Linked DNA regions of Ovis aries: region 1 is linked to region 2. A link is a contact called in public Hi-C data. All regions are on one chromosome and are shown on one strand. Each heading gives the region's core, a stretch centred on a gene start, on an enhancer-like site or on the middle of the called end of the contact. The rest is flanking DNA. Distances are from core to core; before and after follow the strand shown. Region 1 holds the start of RB1 (RB transcriptional corepressor 1). Region 2 holds the start of LOC121820423 (a long non-coding RNA gene).

Region 1 (4,665 bases), core at 1,361-3,860, 180 kb before region 2:
TCCTTAACCAAGACAGGCAGACAAAAAACTCTTCTTGGCTAATTCTTTTTCAATCAGTTAATGTCTACTTGACCTCTAATAATAATAGTACAAGGAATCGCTAATAATTTTTTAGTATTTATTATGATCCCAGACAAAGTACCTTAGATGAAGGTAGACTGAATCCCCACATCAGCCTATTAGGTAAGTCCTCTTACCCTGTTTTACAGATAAATACCAAATCAGAGAAGTTAAAGCACTCACTTGAAATCACAAACAGTATGTCAGAAACCCTGATAGAAACCCAATAATCTAACTCTATAATCCTTGCCCTTGAGCACTATTCCAGACTGCCAACCCTTCTCTGAAACATAATTAACTTTTGGTTATCTCAAGAATGAAGATGGTGTGCTGTTTCCCTTAAGTAAACTCTCAACTCTCAAAGTAGGCATGGGCTCCATCACTGGAAATGCAATTGGACTGGGCCCTGAACCCACCCCAGGTAAAGTTCTCAGCTTCAGACTGCCAGGCAGTGGTTCTATCTTTGTTAAGTAGTTAACCAGTAGTTTGATAGCCCATAAGGACACATTTTATGGGTAAGGATAGATCAAGAACAGACTTTATCTTGCATGGTTCTGACTTAAAGAATTTGTGATAGTTTCATCATTTAAAGTATATAAAATGAAATGCTGGAAAATAGAAGGAAAAAAGACTTTCTTTTCCCAGGTGCTGGCCAGAACTTCAGTATTTCTGGTTACTCCACAATATTCAAGAATGCTTCCGAGCTCTGTGGATAACACAGGGTTCTTTGCAGTAGACTTCACTGCTCTTACCAAAAGGAAACTGGAAAATACTGGACATATCAGAGTTTAATCAGAAACTAATGTCTTCTCCTAGAACATCCCTGGGCTTTCTTTTTTTTTCCCACTAGTGAGAATGATTTTTAATTGATAAGACAGTCATATATGAATTTCTAATAGCCTTTCACAAGCCATTTCCAAAAGCTTTTCCCAATCTTTAACAATTTGTCCCGAATTCTCTTAGCGCAGGGGAAGGTGAGAGAAATAGGGCCTGCTGATGGGCTAGGACTGTGGGAGGGAGACAGAAAGGAGTCCCATTTCCCTGTAATTGATGTGCAGTCTCAAAGCAGGGCCAACTCTGACAATAATAATGGATAATTATACTCGTTCAATTTTTGGTTCTAACCATAAAGCATCACAATCAAGAAAAATAAGATGTTGCAATACATTATCTTCCTGTCAAAGTTCCACTGCATTATCGTAGACTTGCTTAAAATTTAGAATCCACTTACGAGAAGAAAAATAATTCCACGTGAGCACAAAAACACTCGTTTTGTACTCCAACAAACGAAACAAAACAAAACAAAACAAAAAAAAACAAGGACACCAGGATCCTTGCTGGCTCAAAGCCGAAAGGCAAAATGGAAGAAATAACGAGGCACGCTGAAGCCAACGAAAATACGCAAGAAGAGTTCTAGAAAACAAGAGAAAAGTTCAGGAACTTTTAAGCTCTTGGGCTAAACGTCTCACAATATTTTTGCCCAGGTACGAGTTCTTTCTAAAGAGTTACGTTCCACCAGTCACTACCTATGGCCATGAATCCCCAAGACCGAAAAGCCCCTTCTAAGAGAACGCCACAAGGCGCCTCAGCCGAGCTTCCTGGGGGGTAACCGACACCCAGGACCCTGCCCTTCACGTCCGCGGGCATCTCTGCCGCTGCACCCAAGGCTTTTCTGACTGTCTCTCCCAGGACTGGGCTTCAGATACAGCTGCGCGCCCGGGGGCGGTGGGGGGAGGGGGGCACTTCCAACTGTTGCATCGCTAGAGACCAAAAGAGAAAGTCAAAAGACCACTGGAGGACTACAAATCTCAACGGGGAAAAAAACCTATCCAGCAAACACCAGTTAGTTCTTTTCTTTTTTTCCTCTTTTGCGTGTGATGGGGTCTCGAAACACCCGCCGGATGCGCAGGGCCGTCTCGCGGAGCAAAGGCGGCACCTGTCACTTCGCTCAGCGACCCGAGCCCCACCCGCCCGACACCTGTCAAGCTGGAGCCGAGACCCCCCTCCCGGCCGCCCTTCCCAGGCGGCGCCCGCACCCAGACCCCTGTCAGCTCCCTCCCGGCGCTCCGCCGCGAGGGGTGGTAGAGGGGGGACCGTCCTCCCGCCGGGACCGGCGCCCCGCGGGGACGCGCCCCCGCCTAGACGCCGCGGCTGCCGCCGACGCAGCCTCGGGGCGCCCTCCCCGCTCGCCGCCCGCCGCCGGTGGCTCGGCCCGCTCACCTGGCCAGAGGCAGGTCCTCGGAGCCGCTGTCCTGCTCGGGGTCCTCCTCAGGGGGCGGCGGCGGCGGCGGGGGCTCCGCGGCGGCGGCGGCGGCGGCGGCTGCTCTCCGGGGGGTTTTGGGCGGCATGACGCGCTCGCAGGGCAGGCGCCGGCGGGTGCTGGAGTGGGGCCGGAGAAGGGAGAGGACGCGCGCACCTCGGGCACGCCCCGTCCTCGGCCGACTCCCGTTACAAAAATAATTTGAACGTTCCCCTGAGAAAAAAACCGGGCCGGCCCTCCCCCGCCCGGCAACCGAGCGCCGCGTCCAACCGCGGGAAAACGTCACTTCCGCCCGCGGCGTCACGTCCGCGAGGCTCGCGGGCCCGCCGGCGTCGGGAGGGCACCGGGGTGCTGGGCGAGGCGAGGCGAGGCGCGCGCCGGGCGGGCGGGCAGCCCCGGGCCTGCAACCCAGGCGCCCGCCCGGAGGCAGCGGCCGCCGCCGCCGCCTCAGCCTGCCTCGCCTCGAAACTCGCCCCTGCGGGCGTGGGTGGCCGGGTAAGGGCGCTACCCGGCCCGGTGGGTGCGCGCGGGCTCCCTCGCTATAGCCGGGTGGGTCCGGGGCTGCGGCCGAGGCCCCCGCCGGGGAGTATCGGGCGAGCGCACCCGGGGCGGGCACGCCCCTCTCCTCCGTGGGCGGCGCCCTCCCGCTCGCCCGCGCTCCTCCCGCCCAATCCGTTAAGCGAAGTCAGCCAAAACAAAAACAAACTGCCTCTGGGACACCTATGAGGAGCTGGGTTTTGCCCACTACCAGCGGAGACCAAGTACGGGACGACGAAACTGGCCTTTTGAGAGTTCTTTGAGGGAAGAGGGGTGGGGGCTGCGGGCAAAGAACTGATGACAAGGTGCTGCGCGGTTTTAATAGTAGCGTAAAACCAGGAAGCACCATCGAAACGCCTTAAGGACATCTTCAGAGGAGCAGGGGCATTTGAGTAGAAGTTTGCCAGACGGACTTCACATCTAAGGAGGACTTACTATGTGCACAGGGGATTGTTCTGGCCATTTTATCTCATTATCTTACCGAATCCTCAGAAACAGCCCTTTAAAATGAGTTGTAGTCGTATTACACTTTGGATAGGGAAGACAGGCTCAGAGGAGTTAATTCATTTGCCCAGTACTCCAGTATTCTGGCCTGGAGAATTCCATGGACTGACAGGCTATAGTCCATGGGGTCGCAAAGAATCAGATACGACTGAGTTACTTACACACACACACACACACACACAAACACACACAGCCGATGGGTGGTAGAGGTTTTGAACTGAGATATATGTGACTCTACTTATCCATTAGTGAAGTGAAGTCGCTCAGTCGTGTCCGACTCTTTGCAACCCCATGGACTGTAGCCTACCAGGCTCCTCTGTCCATGGGATTTTCCAGGCAATAGTACTGGAGTGGATTGCCATTTCCTTTTCCAGAGGATCTTCCCAACCCAGGGATCGAACCCAGGGCTCCCGCGTTGTAGACAGACGCTTTACCGTCTGAGCCAATACGTTGTGTTAAAGAAAACACCAAGAAGAGAGAAATAGCATGTGCAAGGCACAAAGACACCAGAAAAGAGTTTGCAGGAATTACTATGGCCAAACATTGACTTAGAAACTGTGTCTCCTGTCTCTTGGTATTTACTTATGCTAATAGATTGCCTAGTTTGAGTATCTGCTTTTGTATCACTGGCAGATGCTGTGGGTTGCCCGCTAGGAGCTTCCCAACTGAGGTGCTATGAATAAAATACAGCTGTGTTCTGACGTGAATTCCCTCATCCTTGGAACAGCTGAGCAGGGCTGAGGCAGCCAATGCCTTCAGGCAAGTGGTAGCTCTTGGGTTTATCCCTGTGGGCCATACAATGGATTATCATTTTCTGTGTATATTATGGTGTATTCCAGAATGTGAAAAGGGGTTAGCCATTATTGGCCTACTCAACAACAAGTTCTGCCTAAGTTCAGTCTCTTGGGGACTCAAAGTTTATCCGAAGTGAGGGTCCATGCCCAGACCCAATTTCAGAGGGCAAATACCATTACAGCGGTAATTCCACTCATCTTTCCCAGGATTCGAGTGGAGTAGTCAGGAACACAAGACACAGTTTTGGTTTTTGTAAGATGCAGTTTTGGTTTTTGCAAGATCAAAGATAGTCTGCTGGGTGCCTCTAAAATGAGATACAGATGTCATAGTTCTACCCCTTAACTATTTTGAGAATGTTTCACTTGCAATTGCTGCAGCCATAGTGACTTAAGACAAGCTGACCTGAGGATGAGGCAGAAATACTAAAGATGGCTCAGTAGTAATATCAGAAAATCTGGGTCTTTGGTGACATGACTGAGCCTCTGATTTGACTGGTCCTGGAGCTGACC
Region 2 (4,594 bases), core at 1,745-4,244:
ACATCAAACACTACAGCAAATCTCTCCATAGATGAAGCCTGCTTATCAAACCTTCTCTCACCCCAGCTGTCAGTATTGGATAACTCCTTTCTGTATGCTCTCTAGGCAGGGAATGTGTTGTATGTTTGAATATCCCACTTGTCCAAGTTCTTAGTATTTAAGTCATTTTTTCTTGCGTCAGTTGGATGCTTATAGATCTTCCCTACTAGAGAGCAAACTCCAGGAAGGCAAAAAAAAAAAAATCTGTTTTATTCACCTTAACATCCTCTAGAGGGCTTAGCACAGGCAGGGGCTGAACCATAATACAACCTATTAATAGTTATTAATGGGTCAATTAATATCTATTAATTCCCGTTAATAGTTATTTCTTTTAGTTAAGAATTGCCCTATAGCATTTTTGTAATAGGAGGAGAAATTGCAAACAACATAAACGTCCATCCATAGGGCACTGGCTTTTGGCACGTCTGCGCAACGGAACGACCCAGTGTCACAACTAAATGGAATGAGGACCTGGAAAAATGTAATAATTTGTGCAACGACCATCTCAAGTCAAATAATATCTATCTGTTTCAGGATCTCCATTTTTTACAAAACAAAACAACGACAACAAAAATCCCCGAGCGGATGATTGAGAGAGATATGAGGTGAAGAGATGGAGAACTAGATGAGCAGAGAGATCAGTTTTTTGTAATTCATAGAAATCGGAAGCCCTGGAAAGCATGAGCCATTATCCACAGTATTTCTGGTGAGTGGGGCTGTAGGGAGTAGGCTGGCTGTGAGACGAAAGCGCTTCACTTCTTACTTTTATTTCTGTACTGTTTGAATTTTTAGCAGCAAATAAGTATTATTTGAAGTCATTTGAAAAACAAGAGGAAAATATCAACTTGAAGTTTGGGTTTGCTGAAGCTGCCTTCTGTTGGGCAGATAACCCGATATCCCATATTTCTCAATTTCACGGCCTTTCTCCCTGAAAGAGCTTCTGGCACTGAACAAGCTAGAAGGGACAAAGTCTTCCTTTTTTCAGAGTAAGCATTTGGCCGGATTCAAACTGACTCCCTTGGGCATCTCCCTGGGGCATCTTTCCAGGACCTTGCTTTCTAAACTTGGTATATTAATGCGCTGGGACAGACTCCCGGGCTGACTCTGGACGTTGTCAAATATCTCTCTGGTAACTTTCCTAGGCTTTCTGGTCTCCAATGAGACTTGGGCCTTTTTCAGTTGTAAATTAGCCTGGATCAAAATTCAGGCAGGAGGCCCCACAGCCCCTGAAATCCCTCCGCTTTCTTTCTGACCAGGGCATCCGCACTTTCTTGAAAATCCTGCTCTACCCATGAGGAGTGGGGGCTGGGGTGGGCAACTGTTGCGGTGGGGGGGGGGGGGGGGGGGGGGGGTGCGTGTGGTCTGGATCATCTGAAATAACCGCTGGACTTATTTCTGAAGTGACTCCTCTCTTGCCTTGACCAGCAGGAGAGATGTCATTTGTTTTCTACTCTGTGTATAGGTTGGCCTGCTGCCAGCATGATCCTCTGAGCTGAAGAAAACTGAACCGTCTCTCAAATGGAAAGACAAGGGGGAATGTGTGTGAATATTATGAATCAGTGCACTTTCCTGTGATCTGGCCTGGCCCATTTTTAGTAGGGGGTTGGTTTAGGGTTAGTTTGTGGTTCCAGAAACTTGCCTACAGTCCAAAGGAGGAAAGAATACCCTCTGGTGGTTAGAGCACATTCCTGCAGGAGACACCCTGGACACCCTAAATTTCAGCCTCCCATCCCCACCCCCGGCCAAGTTGGTCCTGGGACACATGAGCATTATCAGTCAAAGGAAACCACGCTTAGAGAAATCAGCTCCACCTAAATCTTCAGTGATATAAAGAGACACAGGCAGTAATATTTCCATTTCCCAATTACACTTTTTGTTGTTGTTGTGAGTTACTGGGTTATATGTTGTACAGATTAAAATGCTTCATTCTGTTATTTTATTATGGAAAAATTTCTCATCATGATACAAACTATCGACCTGGACTGGTTTTTTATGTGTACCATTATTGATGATGTATCTATCTATCGTTATGCTCATTTCAGGACCATCTGGGCTTTCCAAATGTATCTATTCTCATAAGAGACTTTGTGGGCTCAGAAAGTATTACTAGTCCTGCTGATTGCTGTGATATTCAGAGGTATTTGTGGTCGTAGGTTCTAGTCTTCTTGTTTATCTGTTCTGTGTGTGCTAAGTCACTTCAGTCGTGTCCGACTCTTTGCAACCCTACGGACTGTAGCCCACCAGGCTTCTCTGTCCATGGGATTCTCCAGGCAAGAATACTGGAGTGGGTTGCCATTCCCTTACCAGGGGATCTTCCCGACCCAGGGATTGAACCCATGTCTCTTGCGTCTCCTGCAGTGGCAGGCAGATTCTTTACTGCTAGCGCCAAGCCACTTGAATTGTCATAGTTGGCCGGATTGCCCAGGAGCGTTATCAAAGCAGATGCTCTGGAGAGGCACGGAGCAAGCCTGGTGTGGAATGCTCAGCGTGAGACGGACTTCCCGTGGACCCTGGACTTTTGCCTTCCTGAATCGCTGCCTTTTGCCTCTCCCTTTGGGAATCGTGCCATCAAGGTCACTGTTTCCTGTTCCAAATATTCCTTTTAGTTTCTGTTTTGTGAGAACTCTGTACAAAGCTTTTTCCCTTGACCGTCTGTCCTCCCAGGCCTGAGATGGCTTCTGTAGTGAGCAGAGTTGAATAAACTCAAGGTTCCTTCTCGAGAAGTGGGCATCATTGCCTGCTTCTCCACTTGTCACCAGAGAGTGGAGTGTCCTTGGAGAGGCTGTGGCACCAGGATTTGAGAGGAGAGAAGATAAAGTAGGTGCAGTCCATTAGTTAAGACCTGCATTTGCTTCTTATCAAAATGTGCACTGGCCACCTGCTAAGTGACCAGCTGTCCAGGTCTGCCTGGGACTGAGACACAGGACTTTCGGTGTTGAAACTGGCAAAGTTCCGGGTGAGCAGGACGAGTGGGTCACACCAGTGTGCTTTTAGGACTCTGTGAACCTGCTTTTGTTCCTCTCTTTCCCCAGATCTGATGAGGCCTGTTCCTTATGCCTCCTTGAAAAATCCACAATGTTTGAAAACAGTCACACACTAAGGATTTACTGCCTTTCGAAAGTGCTAGCCATGAAAAACTTTTCATTTGAGTTAAAAGTTACACAAGCATGAACTTGTGTCAGGCATGCCTAAACCACTCTACTGCAATGATTTATCATCATTTATAAGCACGTTGTCAAGGCTGACTGTTTCGGACAAAGTCCAGTGGTGGGGCGGGGGGAGTTGAAGGGATAAACAGATCAACCACAGAAATTACCAAGTGCTGGGCGAGTGGTGTGGGAGGCCAAAGAGCAAAGTGATGACTGTGGGCTGAGACAGCTGGGAGAAGCTTAATACAGGAAGTGGGATGTGGAGAGGGCTGGAGAGGACTCTGCGAAGAAAAGGTAGCTTTAAGTGAGAAGAGCCTCTTCCAGGCAGAGGAAACAGCTGCCTATAGACCCAGGAGAGCAGTGTGTGGGAGCTGCCTAGGCTCCTTGCCCTGAAGCTGAGCTGTCAGATGGGTGATCAGTTGCAAGAGGGTGTGGAGGACCATCCCTGTGTTTCTGTATCGAGGCTTTTGCAATTATTACAGGCACACGGAGCACGCCTTTTCCAGACAGAGGGAGCACTTCTTTCTTCTCCTGTCCCTCTGCCAGCTTTTTTTATAGGTTAGGCCCAGCCTCTCTAAAGAATTACCTGACTGTCTCAGTAAATATTTGGGGTGCAAAGTCCTGGAGCATTGTCAAAACTCTGTGTGCCTGCTCCACCCTTCCTTCCTGAGGCCAGCGCAGGGTGGGGCAGCCCGCAGAGTGTGGGCAAGGAAGCTATCCTTCACCTCCCTGTAAACAGGCTTAGACACAGAGACGCAGAGCATCAGCCCCGGCAACCCCATCCTCAGCAAACGCAATGGACGTTTTCTATGTGAAATGGGCTGGTTAATGACTGTCTGTCTCCCTGACACATAAAACAGGAACCGCTCGGTAGTGGACCTTCAAAGACCTTATCACAGATTGAACGTAACATTGTGCCTGTGGGTTTGTCATTTAGATGTTACTGTATCACAGTGAGTGTGGAAGAGGTTCAGGGTGTACCAGAAGTGGAATCTTCCACCCTTTGGGGCCTAGTAGGTGGTAACCAGTTTTTGTTGTATCCTCGATGGCTACGCCATTCTTTTAAGGTGTGGCCTGCCCCCTTACCTCCCATCTCAATGGCGTGGATTTACCTAAATGACCTTTTTCTTCCACAAATCCCATTGTTCTTTAGTGAAGGGAACCTCTTTCAATGCAGCAAAGACCCTGTGAAGATGTGTCTGTGAACCAGGTAACTGCCAACATAAACGGGGTCATGGGAGACAGAAGCAAAAGCAGAAACTGCCTTCCATGAGATTTGGGAGAAGGGATACCAGGAAGGTTCTTGTACCTCGTCCACCAGCTTTTGACCTGAAAAATTCCTTCTCGTGATGCTTTAGTCTCCCAAATACTTCTGGGAAGATTATACCTTGCCTTACTTTCACACT

The links. Hi-C and Micro-C count contacts between places; a contact is called where the count stands out from the background.
Region 1: a Hi-C map of skin fibroblasts shows a contact between it and region 2, with 2.1 times the contacts expected there. The contact joins the promoter of RB1 here to the enhancer-like site in region 2.

The regions. Positions count from the first base shown.
Region 1 is chr10:18,457,295-18,461,959 of ARS-UI_Ramb_v3.0, reverse strand. It overlaps RB1 (RB transcriptional corepressor 1), which reads right to left and starts at 2,610. Exons shown (of 27, transcript XM_027973562.3): 1 at 2,281-2,610. The coding sequence starts at 2,408.
Region 2 is chr10:18,282,366-18,286,959 of ARS-UI_Ramb_v3.0, reverse strand. The region is part of intron 4 of LOC121820421 (a long non-coding RNA gene); the gene reads right to left. LOC121820423 (a long non-coding RNA gene) reads left to right here and starts at 423. Exons shown (of 3, transcript XR_006060917.2): 1 at 423-745; 2 at 832-1,025; 3 at 1,502-4,594. Within about 2 kb of position 2,994, at least 32 of the 54 cell types and tissues checked have an H3K27ac peak or open chromatin away from gene starts, as enhancers often do.